Regions from separate parts of the Mus musculus genome. Here region 2 is linked to region 1. The links are chromatin contacts, called in public Hi-C maps. All regions are on one chromosome and are shown on one strand. Each heading gives the region's core, a stretch centred on a gene start, on an enhancer-like site or on the middle of the called end of the contact. The rest is flanking DNA. Distances are from core to core; before and after follow the strand shown. Region 1 overlaps Wwox (WW domain-containing oxidoreductase). Region 2 overlaps Wwox (WW domain-containing oxidoreductase).

Evidence for each region. A called contact is a pair of places that touch in the nucleus more often than the background predicts.
Region 2: a Hi-C map of liver shows a contact between it and region 1, with 1.6 times the contacts expected there. The contact joins two enhancer-like sites.

Annotation. Positions count from the first base shown.
Region 1 is chr8:114,532,003-114,537,989 of GRCm38.p6, forward strand. The region is part of intron 5 of Wwox (WW domain-containing oxidoreductase); the gene reads left to right. Among named protein-coding and RNA genes, the nearest start is that of Gm16116, 62 kb to the right of the region's middle. Within about 2 kb of position 3,764, at least 6 of the 459 cell types and tissues checked have an H3K27ac peak or open chromatin away from gene starts, as enhancers often do. A contact at or near this core is called in liver, where this site is marked.
Region 2 is chr8:115,272,791-115,278,812 of GRCm38.p6, forward strand. All of the region lies in intron 8 of Wwox (WW domain-containing oxidoreductase), which reads left to right. Among named protein-coding and RNA genes, the nearest start is that of Gm39257, 310 kb to the left of the region's middle. Within about 2 kb of position 2,816, at least 51 of the 459 cell types and tissues checked have an H3K27ac peak or open chromatin away from gene starts, as enhancers often do. A contact at or near this core is called in liver, where this site is marked.

The DNA.
Region 1 (5,987 bases), core at 2,514-5,013:
TTGTTATTGCAAAAGTAAGTTGACCGTGGATCGTCAGCGAACCTTAAGGAGAATCAGGCAAGTTCTCCCAGTGCCAGGCAAGAGTGGAGGCGTGTGGCTCCGTGGGTTTTACTTTCAGCCTGATGATGGATTTGGTACTGAACCACATTCAAACAGGTTTGTGATGTCCTATGGGGAGGTATTTCACGCCACGTGGAGTCTTAAGTACAAGGCCTATTCAGTCAGCAAGCAGTTGTTTCACTTATCCACACAGGAAGCTTTCATGTACGGAGGCGCAGAGAGAAGTCTGTCTGGAGGTTGTGGGACCTCATATTCTGTACTTGGCAGGATCTGAGGTGGATGGAGAAGCTGAGAACAGAGTCCTGTCAAGCAACCCTCCACAATCTGTCAAAACACACAAGCTAACTCATAGCTGGTTTGGGAGTTCACCTGTCAATTTCTTTCTTGAAAACTTGGGGTTTCAAATGTAGCCTCCTCTCCCTAGGAAAACAGAAACAAAGGGGTCCCACCTCACCCAACAACTCGGGTTCTACTGTTCCTCAGTTCTCTTTCTCCTAGGCTTGCTCTTTAGATAAGCGGATTGTTCTCCAGCGAACTCAGGCATTTGAGGAAGGCGAGGGCTATTTGGGGCAGATGTCATGGCTTGGCTGTGTTAGGTGACAATCAGTTGTTTTTTGTCTGATCCTACAGTGAAACAGCATGTAGACCACTTTCCACTCGCAGAGGAGAAGCAAGCTGTGGTGAAGTAATTAAATCCATGATATTCATGGTGAGGCTTAAAGCTCTTCTCTAGATTCATAGAATGCTCTCCATTTCCAGAAAGCTGAGGGGAAGCGGATACTTGGGGGGGAGGAATCCCTTCAGGAGCAGGGTGTCCATGTCCTCTCTGGGCTGTGTGGTGTAGACACAGGGCCAGGGTACATATCCACTGTCATGTGCCCTCTGTAGAGACAGTGATTTGTATTCATTAGAGGTTTTTTTTTTTTTGGAGTCTAATTGTTTTAAAACTGCCACTTTTGTTTGTTAAAGATACAGATGTCTGGCCATACAGGAAAGCAAGGTGAATTTATTGTCGCAATTAGATGCTCCACGATTTGAAAACTTATCACTTAAATTGGTGAAGTGTCACTTTTCTGCAACTTGATGTTTAGAAGTCCTCAGAGCCCAGGGCTGATCTCATGTGCAATTTAGCAAGATCTCAGTGAGACTGAGCAGAGGGAAGTCGCACTTGAAGAGACATTGAGACACACGGAGATGGAATTTTCCCATTCCCCCCTCCATGGTAGGGTAGGTGAAGGCAGATAGACCACAAATTGATTTTTGTGTAACTCGTAAATTAAGTAGAGTGAAGTGTTTTGTTTTGTTTTTTTAAAAAGAGGACCAGTGGATTTGAAGTTGCCTTGTGTCAGGGTACACTGAAGACGTTAGTTAAGAAGATGCTAATATGAATCTGCATGGACAGTGCTTATTTCTCCCTCCGCGTTAATTCGTGTTGTCTGTTCATCTCTGCGCAAGGCGAGCAAGTTGTCAGTTATAAGCTTTTCATCTATTACCACGAAGCAATATCTTTACAATGTAAAAGAGAGCTGGCAAAATTCTCAGCCTGGCATCAACAGCCAACGCACTCTGAAGCGACACTCGGTGTGTACGGTTTTGCGCCTGCTTCTGTCTTTAATGTGACATGACTTGAAACTGACGCAGCCCCACGGTGATGGAAGGCCCCTCAGAGCTTGTCCCCCATGATTATGGTTCTCATCTGCACAACTTCATTTTTTCTCTGGCTGAGTCTCAGCCTTGCAAATGACAGCAGCGTTCCTTCTTTTACTTTCTTCCCAACTTGGTTTGGAAACCGTCGTTTGGCTACCAGGCAAATACATCTGCAATACCACAGAGGAACGATGTGTCAGGGACCGTGGAGACTCACCCTAGAACCTCTTTGTACCCTCCCCACTTCTTCTTTTTACTATCATCTCATTTATTAATCTGTTCTTTTGTTTGTGTGTGTGTTTGCATGATGCTTGTGTGTGTGTATGTCTCTGTGTGTATGTGCATGTGTCTCTCTCTGTGTATGTATATGTATGTGTGTATCTCTTTGTATGTGTGTGCGTGTGTGTGCCCATATGCATGTTGGAGAAGCTGTATGGACGTCACAAGGATAGTTTGTGGGACTCAGCTTTCTCCTCCCCCAGACGGGCTATAGGGATTCAGATGCGGTCACTGGACTCTTGATCAGTGCACCATTTTGCTGGCCCCGTTTTCTCCCCTCTCCTTTTGTCCTTTCTATCGACGGTGCTGATGGCTGCGTATGTTAAAAGCTGTTGAGTTGTACATTTTAAGTGGGTGAAGTGAGTGTGAACTACATCTACATAAAGCTGCACTAATTTTAGAAAAAGTGCCTCTTGAATTGTCCTCAGTAGAAAATACTCTGGAGACTCTATTTTGATTAATTCAAAATTAATTTATGATGGGTTCTCCAATGGCATGTGCCGACACGTAGCGTGTTTATACAAGTTTATTTGAGACGGGTGCATAGAGTGTGCTATGGTTTTGCTCAGTATGTTTTTTAGTTGGGGGTTAATTTGGGGAGGGGGCAGTTATATTTGATATCTGTGAATCCTGTGTGCTTTATTATGGAAACATCAATCTAAGCAGAAATTATAGCATTACCTTATTCTGATTGCACACACTGCTATATCGAGTTTTACTGTCCCCCACACAAGTTTTCAAAGTAAACCATGCTTGTTCAGTTGCAGTAATAACCAAACTGAACAACCACTTGTGATAGTTACAGCGTTTGGCCCCAACTCTAGGACAGGAGTTACTGTGATAGACAAGTCCCCCACACCTCTGTAAATTCTTCTGCTCTCTTAGCAGTCTGCCGTTGATCTCCTCCCCCCCCCCCCCCCCCCAGATTGGAACTTGGAAATCAAAGTTTCCTGTTCCGTTTTTACCAGCCCGTTGAACTCAGTAGTCTTACATTGTGGATATTTTAACCTTTGATTATCTGTGGACAATTGAAAATATTAATTTAAAATGAGCTTAGTGTTTTCTTCCATAAGACGTGTAGGGATAAGAAGGCCGCTTATGTGTCCCATAGTATTGAAAAGTTTACAGGTCACCTGACAAGTGCTGAGGCAGCGAATGGGCTGGGACAATAACCAGTTCCATGCTAGAGTGTGAGCGAAGGCGTCTCAGCTGCACGGCAGGGTGGGGGTGATCTTGTCCTCCCCTCCCTTGCTCCTTCCTTCCCTCCCTTCCTTCCATACACCCTGGTAGGTTCTTTTGGGCTCAGCCTAACACCAGGATTGAAACTATCTATTGAGAACCTCGACTTTATTACCTGAAGCTAGAAACCTTTATTGAAAACACTTTTAATTTACTTAATTTTGGCCATCTCATGCCGTGTATGTTTAGACTCCTTAATTTCTTTTTCTCATCTAAATGTACAGCGAGTGTATCTTTGAGCAGGTAAGCCCCGGAACTGGCTTTATTATACATTATACCAGCAAGTTAAGTTTGATTCATTTGAATTTTTAAAATCTCCAGAGCTTTGAGAACGACTTTGGAACATTCTTTACTGTTGGAGCTTAAAGAAAATAAATCTCAAATGTGCTCCTTATTAATTCACCTGCTTGGCAAGCAGAGATGAAAGGGTTTGGCGGGGTTTTCCTATTTTCTCTGATTTCTGTTTGTACTGGAGCAAACTGCCCTTTGCACAGAGTGGCCGAACTTTCATAAAACACAAAGATTTCATTATTGAGATACGAAGAACAAGGGGCAATGTTGTGTTATAAACAGGCCTAGAACCTCCCGTGTAGCTGGTTTGTGTGAGATGTGAGGGACTTGGTAAAGTACTTAATTCGGTGAGCTGTGAATTAAGAGCAGGACCAGGAAACAAAACTTTGTCTCCCTTCAGAAGGTATTTTGAGTGCATGAAGTAAAGAAAAGGGATCAGGTAAAGACGTGAGTTCCTCCACAGAGAGGCAGGAACGGCTTCTCAGTTCCTTTCCAATCTGGGGATCTGGGAACCCACGGCTGCTGATCAGCTTCTCTGGAAATGAGAAGACACAAGGCACAGTGCACACCTTGCAGCCAACTGACGGCTCACCCCAGCTGGTGTTCCTGTGCGACCCCACAGTGGGAAAGTTTGTCATTTGTTTTTGACACATTTCTCTTTGATTTCATACTCTCATTCCTACAGGTCTGGCCTTCCTTCAGGGCCTTCTTGGCGCAGCAGACTCCGTGTATTCAGTTTAGGTAATTTATCACTGCACACCGTGTCTCCTTAATACCTAATCTCTCTCCTTAACACTTTCCCTGTCTTCCAAGCCAGCAGCATAAAGAAGGATTCCAGGGGAGTGGGCCTTAGAGCTTCTGCCAAGAAAAGAAAGGTCAAGGTCCACGAGGTCCCCAAACATCCCACAGATTCACTCCACTGCCCTCCCTTTGCAGGCACGAGTGCAGAACATTGACAATTCACCAAAAGTCACTGCGTGGCTTGGAACAATGGCCCTGTTTTCTCTGCTTGAGGGCTAAGATGGCCACAGGGAAAGAAGCCAGCCAGATCCAAGAGGGCCAAGGGGGCAACACTGTCTCTTCTCTTAGAAAGCTTAAGGGAAGCCAAGAGTTTTGCAGCTCATTACCAACATGAATTTTATTCAGGGCCAGGGGCCCACCTGTGCCTTATTAGAAGTGAGTTTAGCTGTGACAGCATGGGCTGAGAGTGAGGAGGAAGGGAGGGGGCAAGGAAGGGAGGTGGGGGAAAAGCCCCACTAGGTACAACAGAGCTTAGGATAACATGTCTAGAATCTTTCATGTCATATAAAGCATGTGCCGATCACTAGCTGTGAGGAAGGTGGGGAGGAAAGACATGGCGAGTAACAGTCAACTTCTTCGTAAAGAAAGGGTGAAACGACATTTCTCTTCTGCAGACACGTCACTGGCAGTACCTGTTAACTTTAGGCATAGGCCAAGTGTCAACCCTGGAGAGAGACGACCAGTGAACAGCTCCTCCTGCCATTTAATCAGTCCGCTGCATCGTATTTATAGCCCTGGAGAGGTCGGCCCATTGTTACAAGGCGGAATTGTGATGTTCAGCAGTTTATTCCTTGGGAGCTGGAAGCATTTCTCCATGGTGAATTTGTAATATTAATTGGCCATGTCAGCTCATGACAAATGTAGTGACATCTATTTCAAGTATTTCAGTTTTATGGTGCTGAAAAAGTGACACGCGCTTGAGATAAAGTAATCTCACAAAAAGATCTTCACGCTCGCCCGTGTGGTGCTTCTAGAATGCTCTCAGAGGAGCCTCGTGTAGGCTCCGTGTTCCACGGGCCGTCTCCTTCCTTTGCTAAGGCTGAGAGGGTAGCAGGAGAAGGAAGGAGGCACGCGGCCTCTGGAGATTCCGGCTGAGATCTTCTGGAGAGCGAAGGTTGAAGGAGCATTTGTGACACAGTCATTTATCTGACTTGGGACAAGCTGCTTCTGGGTCAGACCTGTCAGGACTAAGACAATAGTGCCTTTCTCACTCACGGGATGCAGTGGTCATTAGCCAGAGTGATCCCGCACCCCTTCCGGACCTAAGGAGTTACATGGCCACATCGGGATTCATTTCAGTTATCACACCTTAGGGAAGAATGGTGTGATTTGCATTCGGTATATTAGGAATGTTGCAGAGCTTTCTGGAGTAAACAGGAGATTTCAGGGCACGGAGATCTGCCTGCTCCAAAAGACAGTGATGCCAAAGCTAAGAGAGCCCGTGCGCATGTAGACTGTGTCCCTGGCGCTTCGAAACCCAAAGCATAGATGAGCAGTGTAACACAGCCTAGGAGGATAAAGGAAGCTAGCAAGCCACCAAGTGAAGGGACTGGAGACATGGAAAGTAGCCAGAGCACCCTGGTGTCCACACAGGAGTCCGGAGACCAGGAGGAAGAGACAGGAAGTTAGAATTCAGTGCGGAGACCTGGTGGTGGGAGTGTGGTGCCTGT
Region 2 (6,022 bases), core at 1,566-4,065, 740 kb after region 1:
GTAGCAGAGTCTTTCTCTACCTACATTCTTAACTCCCTCTCGTATTGATGACTGTGCTCTCCTGAAATATTACAGAAACTGCCCTGAACAAAGATGGATGGTCCTAACCTCAGTAGTCACACCTGTGTTCTGTCTCATCTACCAGCTTCCGTGCCCCATCCCTTCTGTCTCCGAATGGTAATAATAGTAACTCATAATAATAGCTCAAAATAATAATAATCATATCTGGGATTTATGTATCAGCGTGCCTCCCAAGAGGGCAAATAAACCATTTTGGACAAAGCAAAGCAAAGGACGGATCTTCTTGGTACCACTGCAGCTCAGGCAAAGGCAGGAGAGATTTACAGTCAAATGCCATCCCAAGGAAGTGGGGCTTCGTGCTTCGTTTGCATGTGGGACTCTGGCTTAGAGTTGCTCACTTAGTTCGTGTGAACTGCCAAGTGAATGTCCGCGACACACTTTGCCTGTAGTTAATGTGACAGTTAGTGCCAGAGGAAACTCTTTACATTTTTCAAGGGAGCCCCGTTACATTGAAGCTTTGGTGGAAACTTCTGTTGGTCATTTTCTTCTGGTGTCTGAACGCGTTCTCTGTTGTGTCTTTGGAAAGAAGCTGTGGACATTATGTGCCAATTTCTTTAATTTTGTTTGGTTTCTTTTCAGTTAAAGGATCGCAAATGGAGGATGGAAGCATTCTGATGATCTGGTCGAATTATTTATTTATTTTTATTTCTCTGAGTACCTGGGGTCAGTAGATGATGTTTGCTTTTGAGAATTGAATTTTCCCAAGGAAAAGTTGGTGTTCCCGTGAGGAGAGGACAGTAAGATAAGAAAAGGTAGAACTGGCCTTAGAAAAATGTCTGTGGCTCTAAGGATGGTGTCTGTACAAGTTTGTTTATATTGTCAATCTGACGTATCCCAGGAAGGGGGAACCTCAACTAGATAATTGCCCAGATCAGATTGTCCTCTGGCTATATCTATAGGAGACTGTCTTGATTGATATCAGAGGGCCCAGCCCGTATTGGGTGGCGCCATCCCTAGGCAGGCGTTCCCAGGCTGTGTACAAAAACAATCTGAGGGAGACAGAGAACTGGCCAGCCTATAAGCCGTATTTCTCTGCAGTTTATCCTTCAGTTCCTGTTTGAGTTCCTTCCTGGACTTCCCTCGGTGATGGGCTGGGATCTGGAAGAGCATGCTTAAATACTCTTTTCCCTCCCTCGTTGGTTTTAGTCATGCTCTTTACCATAACAATATACGGAAGCTGGGGAAGTCTTTCACTTGGTCTGGCCCATACCTAGAAGCCTCTTCATAAACTGTTTGAAAGCAAGTTGTAATGTCTCCAAGGGGGACTTTTGCACTGCTGATTCATTCAGTGCCAGCATTGATTCAAAACCTGGCGGCTGACCACAGTTCCAGCCAAGCCTGGCAAAACTCACGCACCATGGGGCCTGATAAAGCGGTTTTGGATTTGTGTGTTTTCTTACAGTGCCTTGCATCTCAGCGCTGTTGGAAGTACTAAGCTTCTTACCTGTTTTCTTTCTTTTTCTTTTAAAAAGATCTCATCTGTAGTCCCAAGAAACTGACAAAGTGCACCAGTCTTGCCCAGGAATACAGAACTCAGACATTATACCTAAAAGTAGGTTTAGGGATATGTCCCTAAAATGCAGTCCATTCAGTCTGACAGATGAGCCGGGTGGCCAACAGAATCTTGAAACTTCTGTGTTCTTTGGTCGGTGACACACAGGATGCTGCTGTTCTTAGAACTGAGTTCATTTCTACAGGGGGTACTAATGGCAGTCCCAGCTCAGCATCCCCTAAACCAACATCCCCCAGACCAGCATCCATCAGCCCTTATATTTTTTGCCCTCTTGGTAGTGATGAGTGCTTAGCTAGTCTTTTGTGTGCCCTCCAGCATGGCACCTTCTGGAATTCACCAGACTCTTGCTCTCTGGGAAATCAGCAGAAAACGATGCCAATTCTTGATTCCTCTTGAACTTCACGCAGATCTCTCCCCTCTGTGCCTGTATGAAGACAGCAAGTAGCCTGCAGCCTGCTAACTGCCACATTCGTGATTAAGACACACCACACACGTCTTCATGTATAGGCGTAGAGGCCAGCCTGCTTCAGAGAACACCGTGTGCCTGCTCATCTTGCCTGCACCTCTTATCTAGGAAACTTAAGCTTTCAGGATGAGTGATATGGAGAACATGACATCTACTTGTGTCATTAGATGGATGTCAATACTTTTGACCGAGGGGACAGGTTGCAACACACCAGTCTGAAAATGAACAGACTCATAGTTATCCAGAAACACTTCTTGTTACTCAAATGGTTTCCACATAGGAGGTCTCTGTGGCCTTTTCTTTCAATGTCCCTACTAGGAAGGGTGCTTGGGTCCTGGGTTTGAAATAGAGCTGGTTAGATCTCCCACTTTCTACAAGAGAAAATCAAAACCAAACGAATTTTACAAAGCGAACACAGGTCTTTGACCTGCTGGCATAAATCTTTGGTTGGAGGAAACAAGCACTTTCAAAATTCTCATTTTCATCAGAAAGAAGTTTTACCTGATCGTTTGAACTCTAAAAGACTCTAAATTTAAAACATCCCACCTGCTCATCCCACCCCCAACCCCCACCCCTGCACAAACAAACCCCGTTTGTTCTTCTTCCTCAAACCCCGCCCCCTGCTCTCAAGCAGAAAAGCCCGGATCACTCCTTGTCTCCATGTTTCTGAAAAGCCACCCAAAAGTGACCATGGTCACCACCCACCCCACACCCAAGACCAATAAAACTCCCTTGCTTTAGCCTGGGCATGTGACTCCATTGACCTCTACCCATGAATCAGTGAATCCATCTGAGAGCTGCCTCTCAATAAACCCGCCCTCATACTCTTGATGTGGCTTGAATTGGCTCGTTACATTGGGAGAGAAACCTGAAAGTTAACCTTTGCTCCTGAACTGGTGGATTCTGGGAGGGATGGTTGTTATTTTCAGCCGTGCACCCCTTTGTTGAGCCTGCCAGGCTCCAGTGGATAACTCCAAACCCGTGGTCATTGGAGAAGGCCTTGGTTAAAAATCAGCGGTGGCTCAGGAATTGTGCAGAAGAGTTTTGTTAGGAAGAGGGGCCATTGGCAGAGGTGGGAAACAGCTAAGAGGGGGGGGGGGGGGGGAGGAATGAATATCCAGAGTACACTGTATAGACATGTATGGAATTACCCAAACAAAATCAATTAATGGTAAATGTTTTCTGCTGTGCCTGTCTAGACAGAAGGGCAAAAGGGTCTCAGGGCACTTGGGTTGTCTTGAGTGACGGGGAAGAAGTGGCCACATGGCACTGTCCCACTTCCTGAAGAATGGCAAGGATGGGCCACCACTCATTCCACAAATGCGTAGAGTCCTCGAGAGGCCAGGATCTAGACAGGCTCACCACAGCTGAGAGGACAGATCAGCTGCGTCCTGGATCCTCTCACTGCTTCCATTTGGAGGAGGCACAGGAGAAAGGCAAGGAAATCACAGGGTTATAAAATGACTTCTAGAAAGTGATACCTTCCTGTGTCTCTGGGCATGAAACACAGGCTAGAGAGATTTAAAAAAAAAAAAAAGAAGTTGGGTGGAAACGGTTTCAGTGGTATTGCAGAGCTAGTGGTACCAGCAAAAGCCCATTGTGCCATGTCCTGTGGGCAGTGACATCATGGGTGGTAGCCTGAGTTTAGCCACAGGGCTAGTATTGTTACCAGGGAAACTGGCCCCTCCCTGCTGCAGCCGACCTAACACTGAACAGAAAACCAGGAAGAAAGTTGTTTACTGGAAAGAATTTTCATTTTGAGTTTCAATATAAAATCAGAGGCTCTGTGTGTGTGTGTGTGTGTGTGTGTGTGTGTGTGTGTGTGTGTGTGTGTGTTTGTGTGTGTTTGTGTGTGTGTGTATGTGTGTGTCTTCTTTGAATCGGCTTATCATGAACCATTTCTCAAGTTACTATTCATTTTTTTAGTATTTGCTTACTCTTTTAGTTATTCTTACATGTGCATGCTTTTGCACGTATGTGCATGTTTACATGTGTATGCTGCTCTGTGTGTGGATGGTCTTGGAAACCAGCAGAGGGTGTTGGATCCTTTGGAGCTGAAGTCACAGGTGGTTGTGAGCCACCCAGCATGGGTGCTGGGAACCAAACCAAGTCTTTCAAAGGAATGGCAACTGCTCCTCCCAACTGAGCCATCACTCCAGCCCCCACTAGATTATTCCTTTTGTTTTTAAGAAAGGCAAGCCATATCTTACATCCTGTTTCTGTTGTTTGTGTGGGTGTTATTGCTTTTGATGTTTTAGAGACAGGATTTATCCTCTAAGCAGCCCAAGCTAGGTATGGACTTACTTTGTAACCCAGGCTATCCTTGAACTTAATCTACAATACTGGTTCCTAGCTCCACCTTCTGAGTGCTGGAACTATAGGCATGTGCTACCATGCCATGCTTAGTCCTTGCTCCCTCCTTCCTTCCCTCCCTCCCTCCCTCCCTCCCTCCCTCCCTCCCTCCCTCCCTTCCTTCCTTCTTTCCTGCCCTCTCTCTCCCTCCCTCCCTCCCCCTCTGTCTCTGTCTCTGTCTCTCTCCTGTGGGTGTATATGTGTGTCCATGCATCTGTGTCTTACTGTGCAGCCCAAGCCACCTCAAATTTCCAATCCTCCTGCCTCAGCCTCCTGAGTGCTGGCATCGCTCCACTCCTGGCTCTCAAATGGCTATTTTTTTTCCCCACAGCATTTTTAGAAACACAAAGGAGAAGGCTGATTTTTTTTTTTTTAAATCTGGCCTGCTCTTCAACGTTAAGTGCACTGATTCAAGTGGCTGCAGATTTTATGGCTTCTCCCCAGAACAGGAGCTCCCCCTTTCCATTCTCCTCAGGCTCACCCATAAAGCTTTTCTGTTTTTTGGGGGGGGGTGTGTGGGAGGGGGAAAATTCCCAAAAATCTGTCTGGTATATATTACAAAAACTATTACCACCTAACACATTTCACGTATTTAAATTATTTGTTCTATTAAAACGTCAGCACATCTCTTGAATTTTAATCGTGCCTGAGGATCAATCACCGAAACGGCTGCAGGGAAGACTTTACGACTTACCTGAACAGTGGCCTGCTCTGCGGCTTGGCTGTATAGGGACGCTTCCAGTTTAATACGTTTTATTAGCTGGCGAGAACCACCCAAGCAGCTTCTTTTAGAAGTCTTATTCTTGATCCCAGTGAGAATTTACACAGAACCATTAGAAAAAAAATTCTTTCAATGACAATGAAAATTATGATAATAGTAGACCAAGCGAATATTAGCCAATCAGGGTGGAGCATCCTGCTGTGTAGCACACCCAGGCTTCGTGGGGAAAATGCCCTTTGACCTTCACAGCAGTGTTATTGTATCTACACAAAGGCTGTCTTCATAGTACTCAGGAGAAACTGGGGGCAGAGGGACTTCAGTGCCTAGGACCACCTAGCTAGTATTCAGGTCCCTATCTGCTGGAATGAGGTCCCAGCAGCTAGCCCACCATGCAATACCAGCCTATGTCCGTCATGATAGGATCAACTTATTTTGTTCTAAAAGGACAGAATCTTCCCCCTGGTTTTTGCCATTGATCAGCCATGTAGGCTAGGGCAGACTGTTGGCCGTCTTTAATGTTCAGATCTTCCAGAGGGTACTTGGGGTGGGGGTATTAATAGCACCTACTTGGAAAGGTCCTTTGAGGAACCCAGGCATTGTGTTAGCTGCCCTTACTAAGCTGCCCGGTGTTGGTCATCTACACAAGAGACAGACACTGAAAACTCTAGGGAGCAAAGGGCAGGAAGTGCACACCAAACTCTGCTGGCCACCGGGAGCCCATGGGTGCTCAGTCTTTTTCTCCTGTATCTCTGCTTCTTGTTTGCGGCATGACAAAACCGCTGCTGAGTTTTCCAGAGCGTGCAAGCAGACAGGGAATGCTTCTTGGAGAGAAAAGAACGCATCCTTCATTATGTAAAGTTGGTCCATCATGCCTTTCCTAGACTCTTGC